Linked DNA regions of Oryctolagus cuniculus: region 1 is linked to region 2. The links are chromatin contacts, called in public Hi-C maps. All regions are on one chromosome and are shown on one strand. The core of a region is the stretch at or near the end of the contact, and the rest is flanking DNA. Distances in the headings are between cores, read along the strand shown.

What was found. A called contact is a pair of places that touch in the nucleus more often than the background predicts.
Region 1: a Hi-C map of an unstated tissue shows a contact between it and region 2, with 2.2 times the contacts expected there. The contact joins the promoter of CFAP65 here to the promoter of PTPRN in region 2. A contact is called at or near these places in 2 of 6 Hi-C or Micro-C datasets (ear pinna and an unstated tissue).

The regions. Positions count from the first base shown.
Region 1 is chr3:20,430,338-20,434,718 of mOryCun1.1, reverse strand. It overlaps CFAP65 (cilia and flagella associated protein 65), which reads right to left and starts at 1,770. Exons shown (of 33, transcript XM_070070182.1): 1 at 1,656-1,770; 2 at 730-910.
Region 2 is chr3:20,167,415-20,171,782 of mOryCun1.1, reverse strand. PTPRN (protein tyrosine phosphatase receptor type N) reads right to left here and starts at 2,521. Exons shown (of 23, transcript XM_051848125.2): 1 at 2,433-2,521; 2 at 807-857; 3 at 457-570. The coding sequence starts at 466.

The DNA.
Region 1 (4,381 bases), core at 521-3,020, 260 kb before region 2:
TGCTTCCTCCAGCTGACCCCCTCTGTCATCCCCAGCTTGTGTGACTTTGCCTCCTGCAAGGCTACGTGCTTTGGGCCCACAGTGTCCCCCCACCTCAGACATACCAAGGCCAGCCCCGCGCAGGCCGCTCCCAGGAGCCCCCCCCCAAAAAAAAGATACAGCTCTCACTTCCCTTTGCATTCATTTTGGAGCCATCACCCACAAGTCACCACAAATCACCTTCCCCAGATCGAACACGGGCCACAGCTGCAATTTAAAATTTTCTAGTAGCCACCATGAAAAAAACTCAAAAGCAAGAGGTGAAATTAATTATAATAATATATTTTATTGAATCCACCATATCAAAGAATACTATTCATTTACTATATAACCAATCTGGAGTCATTAAGGAACTGTTTCAGATTTTCCCCACTAAGTCTTTGCAATCTGGATACTTCACGCCACAGAACTCAGTTCAGAGTACCTGCATCTCAAGCACACAGAGCTCCATAACTGCTATTCCAGGAAGTACTGTAAGGTCTTTACAACTATTTTAATCCCTACAACGGTTTATGATTTCATGTGACTTGCCCGCCACTTGACCTAAAATGATCTCTTTTCAAGCCTGCGGTTCGGCTCCTTATTAGAAGGCATTCGGATTTAGTCATTATCTTTACAGTGGGAATTCACACACTTCCACTGGACACCTCCGCCCCAGAGGGAGACTCTGTGGGCTCAGTTTTTGCTCACCGGCAGCATTTCCAAACCCTCTGGAGGGGACCATCTCAGATTCACTCGCGCATTCCTTTCACAAAGTGCTTACTGGGCGCCTACTGTGGGGCAGCCCCTGTGCCGGACGCTGGAGAAGACAGGGACGACTCTTACGTTCACATGTGAGGTGGGCGTTCAGAAGGACTCAAAGAAACGCAAGCTGGGGAGACAGGGAGAAGAGTCCCTCACTTTTCCGCCACTGGGCGGCTCTGCAGTCCGGCTGACTGAGGAGTGGCTCTGGCCTCGGGGACTTCTACACACACCCATCCCCCTGTGCTCTGGGCTTCTGAAGAAGCCTCCACTGGACACACGCAACGACCCCAGGGAGATGGGGAACAGCGGGGTGCGAGGCGGGCCCAGTGGGGCTCTGGCATCGGTCCTGGGGCGAGGGAAGCTGGGGTCCAGCATCTCCTCAGACAAGTTTCTCCATCTCCGTCTCACCTGTAAAATGAAGATGACCCCATTTCACAAACTGATGTGACAAACCCACGTCACTACCACTAACCACAGCGTCCACATTAGCCTGCTGCTCTTCCAAAAGGTTTACCCTGCGAGGAGTCACTGGGCAAGTGAGGATGTTTGGGTTTGTTTCGATCCGATTTTTTAATCTCGAGGATTAAATTTTTTCCTATAAATTTCCTTTACTCGCCTGCTCTCTGACAAAAAAAAAAATTCCTAAACTGAGCCGTGGAAAAAGTGACGAGTCGTCCTGCAGAGTTGAGGGAAAAGGTAAGAAAAGGGTAAAATGAAGGGACAGAAAATAGACTTAGAGCCGCGTCTCTTTTCTTTCGGGATCCTCCGTCTGATGGATCTCGCCCACGTCAGTCCCACGGGGCTCTCGGAAGCGCATGCAGGGGACCCCTGACCACGAGTTCCTATAACAGGCTGTCTCCCGGGACCCATACCTTCCCTGGCCACTCGCGCAACTTCTGGGATCCCGGGACCAACGCTCGGAACTCACACCGCCGCCATGTTGCCGTCTCCATAGATACAGGACGCGCAGGACAGAGCGTCTCTTGGTGTCCCAGGGCAACGACGGCAGCCCGAATGAGCCAAGCTTCATAGAAAGCGAATGCCCCACCTACGTTTAGCGCCTACCGTCAGCTTTAATTCTTTGACTTTCCCTGCTAGTAGCCACTCTGGGCTTCTACCAGTCGCAACCCGATATATCCAATCCCCTAGCTGTCGTGAGGCCCCAGCAATGGCGACTTTAGTTCACAACCAAATTCATAGAAAGTTACTGGGCGGACTGGTCACCCAAATGGGAGTCTGTGAATCTTTTCACACACATGCTGGTGATATAGGGTCAGATCCTCAACCGCAGTTGTCGACTTAAAACCAGCCCATGAGTATTGGCGCTGAAGTGCAGTGAGCCGCCGCCTAAATGCGGGAATCCTATATGGCCACCGGTTCAACTCCTGGCTACTCCAAGTCTGATCCAGCTCTCTACTAATGCACCAGGGGAAGCAGAGGAAGATAGCCCAAGTGCTTGGGTCCCTGCACCCACGTGGAGGACCGGGAAGAAGTTCCTGGCATCAGCCTGATCCAGCCCTTTGGAGAGTGAACCAGGGAATGATCTCCCCACCACCAACTCTGCCTTTCAAAGAAATAAATTAATCTTTTAAAAAATGACAGTCCGTGGTAACTTCTAATCTGCATCTTGCTTTGTGGGTGGGAAAGAACGTTGGTGCTTTTGGGCCAGGAGCATTTCTTCATGTTCAACATTGAGACGAGCGGCTCTTTTGAGGAGACCTGAAGATTAATGTATGAAGGAAAAATTGTTACACATAATGTGGACTGGGGGAAGCCCATTTGACCATTTGCCGAGTGTGTGCACCTGCATGTGTGTGTCTGTGGCTGAAGATGTCTAGATATGTGGAGTCTCAAAGTTCCTTCGTGAGCAATTAAAGATGTTTCACTGTCCAGGAAGCGGATGTTTTTCTTCTCAGGTTGGAGGGCTGGGGGTATAGTCAGGGAGAGGGGACATCGGCAGTCTGGAGGTAAACCCAGACAGTAAGGTCTTACTGTGGGGTGCTTGGAGTGGGCTTGCGGACTCTGAAAGACAGCCTGAAGGGGCAAAGTATTCCAAGCTGGCCTGGGAGACCCCGTGGCCAGGGGAGGCCAGGACTAGGGGGAGGGGCAGCCCAGGCACCCCCACTGACTTAACCCCAGCACACCAGGCCTGCAGCTTGCCTGGAATCCAGGACTGTGGAAGTCAGTGCGCTTTCCCAGGTTTTAAAAGGACTCTCAGAATCTGAAACCCATACTTTGGACATGATGATGTTCGTGCTGTTTGTAGTTTCTTTAACAATCTCCTTTTTGTTTTTCCCTAAGTTCTTTTTGAAATGGTCACCCTGACTCAGCTGTCTGGTCTGAGGCTGAAAAAAAATAAGGAGCAAACTCTGCTCTGGGGGTGGAGTTTGGTGGTGGCCTCAGGAATCCCAGCAAGAAAACCCCGAGGTGGAGGAAAACCCATGTGTCCCTGTGTCAGCTTCTAGGGAGTGTTCCTCCTCAGCTCTCAACTGCCCGCACCGTGGTGGATCCTGGGCCTGGGACCATAAAAGTAGATGGTTGCTGCTCTCAGCAGGGCCCCTGTGGGCTCTTCTTCAGTGGATTCTAGCTTCTGCCTGGGAGCCCTGTTGGCCAATGATCTTGGCTGACATGGGGGACTCCCAGGGAAGGCACCGCCTGCTGGACTTTATCCAGGGTGGGGAACAGCATGGAATGAGGCATGGCAGGGAACTGGGCCTGAGGAGGGGCAAGAGGAAGCCAGGATTGCTTTGGAAGTCCCCCTTTCAGGAGCCCAGAACCCACAGGGGATAATAGGTGCTGGGCCCTGATCCTATCCTCCGTGGACCCCAAAAAGGCAATAAGGGAAGGTGCTGTTTGGTTAAGGTGGGTGATGATTTAGGACATTGAGGAGGATCAGGATGTAGAAGAAAGGAAAAAGGATGGGGGGGGGGAGTTGGGAGTGGGGAGAGACAGCCTCAGATCCTCCTAGACTGGAAGCTGGGCTTCCACGTCTGTAAAAGTTACCTTCCTCAGCCTTTTCTCCAAGTGTCTTCCCATACTCCTCATGGCATACAGAGGCTGGGCTGGGAAATCAGACAGACCTGGAATTAATCCTGAGAGTCTTGCTTACTGGTTGTCTGACCTTGGGTAAGTCACATGATCTTTCTGAACTTTAGCTTCCTCATCTGGTGCCTAGGATAATCTTCAAAAGTGGGTGTGAAGAGAGAATGACCAGGCCTGTGCCAAGCAATCAGCAGTCAGATACACAGATCCAGGAAGGTCACCTGCTAAGGGGAAGGTCCCTGCAGATAAGCCATTCACTCACTCTGTGCACCCTCCCCTTCCTGGCCTCTCTGCTGCACCCTGGAGAGGTGGGAAATCCTTCTCTCCACGTCGTTCTCATTTGTTTCACCAAGAAGGAGCCTGCCCTGCTGCTCTCTGAGGCAGAGAAAGATGGAAGGAGATGCCCTGCTGTCCAGGTGGAAAGTCCCCTCAGCCTCAGTCCTTAGTGCTCTGCCACCTTCCTTTGCCCTGGATGCACTCTACTGAGTGCTGCTACAGGTCTGCATCTCAAACGTCCTTGGGGAAAGGAGGTGAGAAGGTGGGGCTTTCCACCGAA
Region 2 (4,368 bases), core at 1,272-3,771:
TCCAAACATAAGCCTCAGTAAGCAGAGATCTTTGTTTTATTCCCAGATATATCCCAAATACCTAAAACTATCCCTTTCTCACAATAAGTGCTCAATAAATACTTCCTGACAGAATGAAATGGATGGGGGGGCATTCTCCTGGCTGAGGATCCCAGGATTCATGGTTCTGGAGCACTCAGACCAAGGAGTGGGACTTGTCCTAAAGAGGTGGATGCTGGCCTCTTCCAGTGACTCATTCTAGAAACTCCCACTGGGCTCCCCTCAAGAGTCCCAGTATGGACCTCTCATCTCTAGGGCTCGACCCCCACTCCTGTCTTGCCTCCTTCTCCAGCAAGATCTGGGAAAGTCAGACTCTAGAAGTGTGTTCCAAGAAAACCCTTCGGTCAAGTCCCCTTCACTTCCTCTCCCATATCTAACCAAGTTCCAGGCTGCCTCCCCCAGTGCATCAGCCCTCACCTTGGGACATGAGTTGTCGGAGCACTCCTTGTAAACGTTGGAGAACCGGGGAAGTCACTTGCAAAAGGGGCCGGGCCTGCCCCACTCCCACCTGGCACTGTCCAAACAAGCCATCTAAGAGCACAAAAGTGGTGTCAGCAGAGGGCTTGGACCAGCAGGCTTCCAAAGTCCAAGCAGCAAATCAACACATTTCTCTACTTGCTCTCATGGTTCCATAGGGCTCTGATCCTCAATGCCAGTCCCCATGCTCCCCATGCCCAGTAGCCCTGCTTCCTTCTTGGCCCCATCCATCCACTTGTTTATTTTTGTGTCTCCCTTCTCTTGTGAATCTATGCTTGAGCCTCACTCACCCTGAATACAGACTTCCAGGTGGGAGCAGAGTCTGCGGTCAAACAGACAACCTGTAGAGGGACAGGTGAGTAGAAGCTCAGACACCCACACAGATAGAATGGCTGTATGGAGAGGGGGCTGGAAAAGAAGGTGGGGTCCATTCTTTCACTCGAAGGAAGTCTTTAAGCTGGGAGGAGAGTAGGGAAGAGATCTAGAATTCTTAAAGGAAGAAAGTATGAGATCTGACTTTGGATTTTGAAGACCCGTAAGTCTGGATCCTTGCAAGCCTGAGTGCTTAATTGAGTGGTGGGAAGAAGACTTCTTCCAGGTTCATGGGGGTGGGCAGAGTGGGGGATGTTGGGGGGGGGGATCATAAACTTCTGTTCTTACAGTTACTGCTATGGCAGGATTTGGGACCGGATTCTAGGGGGAAAGGGATTTTCCTTTCCAAACATCCCAAAGCATCCTAACTATGATGGCCTGGAACTCAGAAGAGGTGGGCACCCTAGCACACCTCCCCCGCAGGGGTATGAGGGAGGGGAGGGCTCTCTCTTTTGGCAGCAGGCCCTGCACTGCTCCCAGACCCGGGTCGCTGGTGCTGTCCGTGGTGCTGAAGCTCCGATCCTGGCGCGGCCAAAGGGCTCGCCTGGAGGCAGTAACAGGAGAGGGAGGGGTGCTGGGGCGAGGAGTTTTCAAAGACCCGACACTCCGCTTGCCAACCCACAGCGTCACAGGAAGTACCCTGCATTGGCCTCCCGGGTGGGGAAAGAGGGCGCCAGATGGCGAGGCTGCGCCCCTTCCCCCACGCGCCACCTACCCACCCCCACCCCCGGCCCGTGAGTCAGCGCTGAATGTCTGTCCACACAGGTGTGAGTCAGCACCGGGCCGGGCCGTGGGGAGGGGGACAGGAGAGGACCCTCCGTTCTTCATCCTCTTCTGCCCTCCCATCCAACTCTCCCCTCTTTTGGGTGACCAGATCGTAGCCATCGGCCTTTCTGGGTTTAAAGAGAATCGTTGGCTCCTCTCTAGGTCCGCTCTCCACTGGAAGCTGCGACCCGGGCGCAGATACGGCGCCCTCGCCCTCTTCCTCGCCCTGCTTGGCGCGGGTCACCACCTCCCTGAGGCCTTGGCGCGACCTGCTTCTCCTCTGGCCTCGGAGCCAGGCTCTGAGTCCCTCTGCCCGCACGCAACCCCATTGCTGCTCCGGAACCCATAGCCTTCCCTCAGCCCAGTTCTCAGGTCCCGCCCCCGTCTTCCAGCCCCACCTCCAGGCCTACGCCCCTTTCCTCCCAGGCGTCTCTCTTCCTCCTCGCACAGCGCCCCCCTCCCCCTTCTACCTGGGTTTCTTACCTTCACCGCACTTCCCCCACCCCTCACCGAGTTTTCTCCCGGCCCATATTCCCCCCCCCCCCCCCCAAGTTTCCTCCTGACCGTGGGCACTAATGGCGCTGCAGCCCCCCGGGCGGCTGCTCAGAAGCAGGAGGCAGAGGAGCAGCCGGAGCCCTCTGGAGCCTCCGGGACTCCCCGGCCGCCGCGGGCGCCGCATCCTTTCTGGCTCCAAGCACCCGCTCCCCAGCCGGAGCCGCAGCGACTCTGGCGGGCTCCGGCTAGAGGGGTCGAGGCGGGGCCTGCCACTCCCCACCCACCTAGAGGCGGGGTCTACAGCCCCTCTCTCGGCGACTCGGCCAACCGCAGGCGGTGGTGACGACACCTCCACCCCCGGCTCTTACGCTTGTTCGCGTCATAGGTGGCGTAAGAGCCTCGTCTTAGCCCGGCCCTTGTACAACCCATTCCTCCTCCGCCAAAGAGTGGGCGCCTTGCTAAAATTCCCACCTGGGCCCACCTTCTTTTGACCTGTTCTCCTTTTCGGGGACCACCACCTCCGTCTCCCAGTCCCAGGGTCGGCGAGAGGGTAACGGTTGGGCTGGGGCCCGGACAGATACGTGGATGGGGAAGTACACGCCCCAGGATGAGGTGCCTAGAGTGAGTGGAATACGCGCCCTCCAGTACCTTCATGAATACAAGCTGAGGGCCACCTACCAGGGGGATAACCTTGGGAAACAACCCGTGTGCGCCCAAGTTGCCTGCCCGCAAGGCGGAGGTGCTAAGAGCACTCACCTCACCAGGTGGCTGGGAAGCCCGCACTGGTTACCCTTGGGCGGAGCACTGAGAATGATGGCTGGATTTGCATCTGCGCATTTGACCCGCATCCTGGGCCACCACTGGCCTCTCCGCAGTCTTCGGCCATCAGAGTTAGGATGCTGCTTCTCTCCACAGTTCTACCCGCTCTCCCAGCTCCCATCGCCTCCCACACTGCATCCCCACTGCTCCGCCTGAACCGCTGCGCTCTTTCTTCACTGTTGTAGCCCGCATCTCCTAAGTCGTCTTTTTGCTTTCATTCTTTGTCGCCCAGTTAGCCAGAGACTGAGCTTTCTAAAGCTCAAATTTAATGTTTGTACTCTCTGCTTTCCAGTAAAATTCCAAAAAAAAGTTGCAAGTGTGTAGTGAGTACTCACTCTTCATCCAGACTTGACAATGATTGCTCTTTTTGCCATATTTGCTTTTTAGTATTTAAGCAGAAATGATAGACACAGTTCCCTTGTCAAGATTCAATAGCATCTCCAGGAAATAAGGACATTTTCCCACAGAACCAAAACATCATTCCGACGTCTAGCAAAATGTTCAATAATTACCTAGTATTATTTAGTGCTCAGGTCATATTCACATTTCTCAAATTCTCTCTCCAAATGCTCTTTGTCCAGCTGTTTTGTTCAAAACAGGAGTCAACCAGGGACCACTGGTGCTTGTATCAGCATAGACATGGAGGCCCCTTCCCCCGTTTCTGACATTATCTTGTCAAAGAGACCAGGTCAGTTTTCCTTCAGAACCTCCCACCTCCTGGATTTGTCTGGCTGTTTCCTTGTGGTGTGCCTCCCTGTATTTCCTTGGTATCTATGTAGCTCTCTATTCTCTGTAAACTAGAAGTTGGGTCTGAAATCTTGTGGACCAAGTTTTAGAAATTTTACAGAAAAACACTTTTTATTGTGTCTTCTCAGGAAATGCATGATGTCTGGCTATTCTACTGTTAGCAATGCTAAAATTGATCAGATCCTTAAGGTAGAGTCCAGCTTCTGGATACAAAGCTATCTTCTCCTAATGTGATCTGCATGGAATCCACCTGTTGATATTTGCCACAGTGAGAGTATCTAGTTCCTCATCAATTTTTTTTTTTTTTTGGACAGGCAGTTAGACAGTGTGAGAGACAGAGAGAAAAGTCTTCCTTCCATTGGTTCACCCCCCAAATGGCCGCCACAGTGGCGCACTGTGCTGATCTGAAGCCAGGAGCCAGGCGCTTCCTCTTGGTCTCCCATGCGGGTACAGGGCCCAAGCACTTGGGCCACCCTCCAATGCCCTCCCAGGCCACAGCAGAGAGCTGGACTGGAAGAGGAGCAACTGGGACAGAACCAGCGCCCCAACTGGGACTAGAACCCGGTGTGCTGGCACCGCAGGCGGAGGATTAGCCTAGTGAGCCGTGGCGCCAGCCCCTCATCAACTTTTCACCTAAGAATTCTTCCACTTATT